Linked DNA regions of Mus musculus: region 1 is linked to region 2. Evidence: chromatin contacts called from public ChIA-PET data. All regions are on one chromosome and are shown on one strand. The core of a region is the stretch at or near the end of the contact, and the rest is flanking DNA. Distances in the headings are between cores, read along the strand shown.

Region 1 (4,086 bases), core at 989-3,488, 85 kb before region 2:
TAGCTTATCAGAGGCTATTTGTGAAAGTGCACCCCAGTTGCAGCAGAAGACCTCGGCGTTTTGAGATGCCAGTATCATGAGATGACCACCAAGAACAGCTGCAGCAGTGGAGTGGAGGCAGCTGGAGCCTAGAAGACAAGCTGTGTGCTACAGATGGCAGAGCTGGAGAAGTGATCCGAGCCCTTTGGAGGAACCCAGAAGATAGTGAGAGGATCCCAGATATTAGACAATTAGAGTTTGCTTCTACTTTGATTTGATTGAGACTATGTCCTGATATTTTTCTCTCTTGAAGTAAGAAAGTACTTTATTGAAGCTCACAGTTAAGAGACTTTGAACTGTAAAAGACTGAATTTTAAGAGATTGGATATTTTCAAGGGACTGAAATTTTAATGTGTTTGAATTTGTAAAGACTGTGGGACTTTTAAAGTTATTTAGATCTTGGGAAAGTAAGGTTGTGGCTTAATGGTGATGTGTTTGTGTGTCAGGTTGACCAGTGGTCGGTTGTACCAGCCGGTTTTGTGTGTCAACTTGACACAAGCTAGAGTTATCCCAGAGAAAGGAGCCTCAGTTGAAGAAATGACTCCATCTGGCACTTTCTCAATTAGTGATTAGTAAGGAAGGGCCCCTTGTGGGTGGAGCCATCCCTGGGCTGGTGGTCCAAGGTTCTGTAAGAAAGCAAGCTGAGCAAGTCAGGGGAAGCAAGCCAGTAAGTAGCACTCTCCATTGCCTCTGCATCAGCTCCTGCCTCCAGGTTCCAACCCTGCTTGAGTTCCTGTCCTGATTTCCACTAATGATGGACTCTGATCTGGAAGTCTAAGCCAAATGAACCCTCTCTTCCCCAGCTTATTTTGTGGCCATGGTGTTTCATCACATCAATAAAACCCTGAAGGGCTTTGCAACCCCATAGGAGGAACAACAATTTCAACCAACCAGACCCTCTAGAGCTCCCAGGGACTAAACGACCAACCAAAGAGTACACATGGAGGGCCCCATGGCTGCAGCTGCTTATGTAGCAGAGGATGGCCTTATCTGACATCAATGGGAGAAGAGGCTCTTGGTCCTGTGGAGGCTCAATGCCCCAGTATAGGAGGATGCCAGGGTGGTGAGGTGGGAGTTGGTGGGTGGGTGAGCATCCTTTTAGAAGCAGGGTGAGTGGGGATGGGATAGAGGGTTTGAGGAGGGGGAACTGGGAAAGGAGATAACATTTGAAATGTAAATAAAAAAAATACACAATTAAAAAAAAACCTAAGACAATGACCTTGAATTTTTAATTTTTCTGCCTCTATCTCCCAAGTATTAGAATTACAGGCATGCCCTATTATGGCCGAATGTCTGGAGTGCTGGGAATTAAGCATGTGACTTTTCATCTGCTGGACAGGCACTCTATATAACATGAATTACATACCAAGCCATTTGTATTTCTTTTTATTCGTATTATTAAGTTATTTGTTTACTTTATGTCTGGATTGCAGCTTCCCTTCTCTTCTCTCCTCTCCTCCCAGTCCCTCCCTCTCCCTTCCCTCTACCCACCCCTCTTCTCTTTCTCCTCAGAAAAGGGGAGGGATATCAACTAGCTTTGACATATCAAGTTGCAGTAACACTAGGCACATCTTCTCCTATTGAGGCTAAACAAGGCAGCCCAATTAGAGAAAAGAGATCCAAACGCAGGCAACAGAGTCAAAGGTAGCCCCTGCTTCAGCTGTTAGGAGTTTCATACGAAGACCCAGCTACATACCTGCTATGCATGCAGAGGGCCTAGGATCATCCTATGCATGCTCTCTGATTGTGGGATTTGGCTCCATGAGTCCCTATGAGCCCAGGTTAGTTGGTTCTGTAGTTTTTCTGGTGATACCCTTGACTCCTCTGGCTCCTTCCATCCTTCCAACTCCTCTTCCACAGGATTCCCCAAGCTCCCCTTAATGTTTGGCTGTGGGTCTCTGCATCTGTTCCCATCAGTTGCTGATTGGCTATGGCTAGGAGTGGAGTGGCTATTTGCCCTGTGAAATTGTGATTGTTAGTTACCAGGGTAACGTGGCTCCAAGAACAAGTTGGAGTTTTTCAAGTAGCTGAATTCATTCACAGGGCAAGTTAATCATAAAATGGAGCCTGAAAGCAAAATAGAGTTTGTAATGTTAAGCTGGGCCCTTCAGGTTTATTTTGAGTTATAGGTCTAGAAGGATAACGTGCATCATGGAAGGGAAGACATAGTGCCAGGAACAGGAAGTTAACTGACCACATCTCCTCTGTACTCAGAAACAGAACAAACAGGAAGTGGAACCAGGTTATAAAACCTTAAAATCCACTCCCAGGAACACACTTCCTCCAGCAAGGCTAACCTTCTACAGGTACCATCACTTTCCCAAATAACACCTCCACTTGGGGGTTAAGTGTTTAAACACATGACTCTAAGGGAAACATTTCTTAATCAAAATGCAGTAGTTAATCCCCTCAAATCATTAAAAATATATGCAAACAAATGAGTTTTCTTTAAGAAAAATAGCAATGTTAGAAATACATTCAACTTAGCCTCTTTGAGTCTGTGGATTGTACATGGTTTTCCTGTACTTTATAACTAATATCTACTTATATGTGAGTACATACCATGTTTGTCTTTCAGGGTCAGGGTTACCTCACTCGGGATGATATTTTCTGGTTCTATCCATTTGCCTGCAAATTTCATGAAGCCATTGCTTTTAACAGCTGAATAATATTACACTGTGTAAATGTGCCACATTTCCTTTATCAATTCTTCTGTTGAGGGAAATCTAAGTTGTCTCCATTTTTTTTGCTATTACAAATAAAATTTCTATAAACATAGCTAATCAAGTGTCCTTGTGGTATGGCAGAGCATCTTTTGGGTAAATGCCCAGGAGTGGTATAACTGGTCTTAAGGTAGATCTATTCCCAATTTTCCGAGAAACCACCAATTTGATATCTAAAGTGGTTGTACTAGTTTGCACCCACCAGCAATGGAGGAGTGTTCCCCTTGCTCTACATCCTTGCCAGCACAACCCATGAAACCAAAGAAGCTAAGTAACAAGAAGGGAACAAGGAGCCAGGCAGTGGTGGCGCATGGCTTTGATCCCAGCACTTGGGAGGCAGAGGCAGGCAGATTTCTGAGTTCAAGGCCAGCCTGGTCTACAGAGTGAGTTCCAGGACAGCCAGAGCTATACAGAGAAACCCTGTCTTGAAAAACCAAAAACAAGGGACAAGGGAGAATGCTTGAGTCTCACAGAGAAGGGAAAATAGATTAGACACCAGGTGGATGGATGGAGAGGATGGGGTGGTGGAGGGATGGGAAAGGGGAACAGAATAAATCAGGCAGGGAGTGGGGTGAGGTAGAGAAGACAGAAAGAAAGTACTGGGAGAGACAGCTGGAATCAGGGAGAATCTCTGGGATGAGCTAAGACAATGGAAACTCCCAGGAACCTATGAGAGTGACCCTACCTAAGACTCTTAGAATGGGGGTTGTGAAGCCTGAAACAGCCATCTCCTGTAACCAGGCAAGGCTTCCAATAGAGGCATTGAGACCCCAAGCCAACCACAAAACCATCAACCCACAATTTGTCCTGTCTACAAGATGTGCAGGGGTAAAAATAGAGCAGAAATTGAGGGAAGAGCCATCCAATGGCTGGCCCAGCTTGAGACCCTGACACTACTAATGATATTGTGCTATCCTTGCAGACAAGAGTCTAATGTGTTCACCATGACTTCAGACAGGAATTGGTCTCATCAAGTCCAACTCGGGCACTTTCATGAAGTCAATAGCAGGGTTGACTGGATCCAGGAATGACAAATACAGATCCTTGATGATCTGCTAAATCAGCTGAAGACTAGGCTTGCTCACCCCAGTTTTTTTTTTTTTTCAGTTAAATAGCAGAGGTTGTCAGTCAACTTGCTGGAAGGCACATGTTCTAATTCTTGGTCCACAGGGTGTGATATTATTAGGAGGTGTGTCCTTGTTTGGGTAGGTATGGCTTTGTTGGAGGAAGTCTGTTACTATGTGGGCGAGCTTGACCAATCTCTTCCTAGTAGCCTTTAGACAAGATGTAGAACTCTCAGCTCCTTCTGTACCACATCTGCCTG
Region 2 (4,098 bases), core at 1,136-3,635:
ATCTGATTTCCCAGCACCTTGAACAAACACCTGCAGTGATTCTCTCTGCATCTGCAACAGCCAGTTTCTGCCTTTTTGTATAGACACTGGGAAGCCCTAAAACAGCTACAGCCTCTTTTAACTCTTCTGCAGCCATTCTGTAACCTACACATAGAGATGTATTTACCACAGGGTGTGTATGCGTGACCTTGGAGTTAGCAGTAACTAAGATTGGAATCGAGAGCCTGGTTTGAGCTGGGGAGATAACTAAATTGGCAAAACCCTTGGCTGTGCAAGCAAGCAGTAGGATGTGAGTTTGCTCCCCAGAACCCAGGTAACAAAACCAAGCAGGATGGTGCATGCTTATTGTCCCAGTCCTGGGGAGGCAGAGACCAACAGATCTCGGTGGCCCCTGGCCATCTAGCCTCACCTACCTCCAGATCAGTGACACGCTCTGCCTCAAAAAATACAATAAACAGCACCCAAGGATCAAGACGTCATACTGCTGGCATGCACCTGTGCACAAAGAACCTGTGTTTGCCTGCGCCAGTAGTCAGGGGTAAAGTGGGGCTCCATAAACCCCATGCAGCGTCTCAATTTACTGTTATTCCATTAATTCTGTCACCGTAGAAAGACTACTGTGTTTCTGATAGGAGACATTCATGACATATTACTGCACTTATTGAAAACCCAAGACACGTCCACCGTATTATACCCACAGGCTTTTCTGCTTGGGCTTTCTGCCATTATATAACAGCATCTCTTCTGGAAAACACTCCCAGTGGCTGTTACATTGTAACTTTGGGAATATAACCCATTCAGAAATGAGCACACATATTAAGGGCTTCCCTTCCTTCTGTTGTTTTATTTTTATGGTTGCTCTTGTTTGGAGACTGTTGTCTACCCAGGATCCGGTTGTGTACACACCCTCTTTTAAAAGACCTAAATCCATCTCGCCTCAACAAGAAACAAGACAGGGTCTCTTGTAGAGGAGCAAACAGAAACTAATTGTGAAGAAACTATTTATTATAAGATTTATTACAATGACAAGAGTTTGCCATTCGAAGTGCCCCATGTGTTCAATCCAGGAGACAGAGGGAGGTGTACTACTGTGAGTTCCAAGCTGCCCAGGGCTGCCCAGTGAGGCCCTGTCTCAAAATAATACAAAAAAAAAAAAAAAAAAAGAGTTTAAGCTAGGTTTGCTCCTTTATCACAAAATAATCTTCAACCTTCAGCTCCAGAAAAGTAACTGTAAAAATCAAAGTACAGTTATTAATGATTTCAAGTTATACTATAAGTCCGGTGACTTCTTTGAACATACATAGCCGCTTCTGCAGCCCTATCTTATAGGGGAAAAAAATTCTAATACTTAGCAAGTTAAGACACTCATCCAGCATGGGGGTCTCGGAACAAGATTTAGCTTCACCTCTTCAGGGCGGAACCTCCTAAGAGGTGTGCACAAGCCTTGACATTGCAACCGCTCCGCTACCTGGTATTAAGTAAAGGAGGCCTGAAAGCAACCCATCTACGTGGCTATTTTCACGCGATTGTTAACGAGACCTACAGAGTGAAAAGAAAAAGGAAAGTGGCCAGGAGCTTTTCTGTCTTTGGCGTCAGCCCAGGGCAGCCCAGACGGCCCTCTTTCTAGGTTTTGCTCAACGTACAGGGCAAGAAAAGGCACCACATTCTCGCCAGAACGCCGGCCAATCTCCTGCTTGTGGATGGCATTCAGGGTGCAAACTTTTAGGTTAAAAACTCAGTTGACTGTTGCTGTTTTTAAGTTAACCTTACCAAACAAAAGGTTTCGTGATGGCGTTGTGCACACAAGCCTATCCCAGCGCCTGGCTCACATTCTCCTCCCACTTCCTCCCTGCCTGTACGCCTGCGCTGACAGCAAGGTCGCGGTCGCAGGCAAACTCGCTTTCGGAGTGAAGACCCCGGTCCCCAAAGTTCTGCGGCCGTACGGAGGCGGATGGGCTTAGCAGCGCCCAGGAGGCGGCGCGGGCGAGCGGCGGGCCACGGCGCGGAGGTCAGCGGGAGGAGCTCAGCGCCGCGGGCCGGCTGCGGTCGCTGCAGAGGGCGGTTGGCCCCGCGCCACCCTGCGCACCGAGACCGGTCCCCTCCGCAGCGGGCTTGGGCGCGGGCTGCGGACCCGGCCGGGCAGAGCAAGGCAGGGCAGGGCACGGCGCCGCGGCCCCTCCGCCGGCCGGCGCGGAGCTGGGCGAACGACTTACTGAAGAACAGGCGGTAGTCCTGCGAGCGGGGATGGCCCAGCTCCTCCGTGCGGTACAGGGACATGACGCGGCGCGGAGGGCGGGCGGCGGCCCCCACGCGCCACCCTCGGCCGACGCTCAGCAGCGGCAGCAGCGCGCGCATGGCGGACGGTCTGCGAGAACCGCAGGGTCGGTGCTGGGCCCGGCGCGGCCGCTCGACGGCGCCCCCTGCCGCCCGGAGCCCGCACTGCCTCCCCGCGGTCGGCCTCAAGTGGCATCAAGTCCCACCCTCTTCTGCATTCCTGGGGCCACCTACCTCTCCACTTTGCTCCACAAGCCCTCAGAGGCCGAAGACCATCAAGACAAGGACCTTAGAAGCCCCAGGAATTCACCACCACGCACCCACTCACACACTGTCAGTGTCTGCGGTCAGACTTTGATTACATTAATGTAGCACTTGGTTGCATGCATACCTCCAGAAATTTCTAAAGGAACATCCAAGCCGGAAGGAGGGAGTGTACACACACGCGCGCGCGCGCGCACACACATACACACACACACACACACACACACACGACTATAATGTATAATGATCGAGCGTCCTTGTGAAGACATCTGACACAGATTTATCCTAAATCTGTAATTCCCTCAAACGCCACTTCCTCCATAAGGCCCTTTAATATTTAACCCAAGTACAGGTAACTTTTAACTTCTCTGCAATTGCATACTTCACAAGTATTTCTGTCTGGTCCGGTGGCCACAACTAGTTACAACAGCAGTCTTTGCAGTCTGGTCCAGTAACAACGGGAGCTGTGGTTCTAAGGAAGGAACCAACCATTGCCCTTTTCTGTAGACCAGTTGATTGGGAAGACCTCACTGGAATGGTCTTCCGGACCTCTACCAGTTTCTGCTCCAACTGTGAGCAAGGCTCACATCCTCACCTACTGGGTTCTTTCTGCATCTAAATTGTGACAGTTAAAACCCAAACTGGTTTTACCCAGGTTTCAGAAAGGATCTCTTAGAGGTGCCACTAGCCACTTAGACATTGCTTAGCCTAGTCTCTAAAAAATTTTGACATTAGTGGCTTTGTAACACGTCAACATGATTAGGCGGAGTTGCAAGCTAAGTTGTCCTATAAAAAATGGAAACATTTCCTTCCTGCGTTTATTTCATTGATTTATATGATTCTGCCTATGTTAAAAAAAGAAAGCTTAAAATTTCACCTAAACTTCAAATATTGGATATTTGAGAAAGAAATTCCTACTGAAACAAGGTTCTGGGCTGTCTAATAGTCTAGATTCTTAAAATTAGCATCAAATTCCGGGTATGTGATTTAGGAACATATTACTTTATGGCATTAAAAAGAAATGGCTTGATTTTGAACATATAAAATCTCATCTTTCATTTTCTATAATTTACTGAAATACCTGTGGATCAAAACCGAATATACAATACATGTTATGAGAACAAAGTTGGCTTACTGGTTAATTTTAAAATACAAATTTCTGAAGATATTTATTCAACAATAGTTGTCCATTTCAAATGTAGACATTTGGAACCTAACTCGCTGAATTTCCTCTGTGGACATCTGTCACTATCATGTAGCAAGTGTGGGGGTTTGAATAGGTAAGGCCCCCATAGACTTATGTGTTTGAATTACATAGGGAGTGGCACTATTAGGAGGTGTGGTCTTGTTGGAGGAAGTGTATCACTGTGGGGGCCTGGCTTTGAGGTCTCCTGTATCCAAGCTCCGCCCAGTGTGGAACACAGTCTCCTCCTGACTGCCTTCCAATCAAGATGTAGAACTCTCAGCTTGTCTAGTATGGCTGCCTGCATGCTGCCATATTTCCTTCCATAGTAATAATGGACTGAACCTCTAAAACTGCAAGCTACTCTCAATTAAATG

Evidence for each region. ChIA-PET counts read pairs in DNA pulled down with a chosen protein or histone mark.
Region 1: a contact with region 2 is called in an RNA polymerase II ChIA-PET map of memory CD8 T cells, with 17 read pairs. The contact joins the enhancer-like site here to the promoter of Ppa2 in region 2. A contact is called at or near these places in 3 of 484 Hi-C or Micro-C datasets (Th1 cells, Th2 cells and embryonic stem cells), 1 of 115 datasets of contacts at active chromatin or transcription factors (memory CD8 T cells) and 1 of 9 other capture datasets (pancreatic islet).

What each region holds. Positions count from the first base shown.
Region 1 is chr3:133,392,868-133,396,953 of GRCm38.p6, reverse strand. No RefSeq gene overlaps it. Among named protein-coding and RNA genes, the nearest start is that of Ppa2, 85 kb to the right of the region's middle. Within about 2 kb of position 2,238, at least 32 of the 459 cell types and tissues checked have an H3K27ac peak or open chromatin away from gene starts, as enhancers often do. A contact at or near this core is called in Th1 cells and memory CD8 T cells, where this site is marked.
Region 2 is chr3:133,308,397-133,312,494 of GRCm38.p6, reverse strand. It overlaps Ppa2 (pyrophosphatase (inorganic) 2), which reads right to left and starts at 2,385. Exons shown (of 12, transcript NM_146141.2): 1 at 2,214-2,385. The coding sequence starts at 2,355.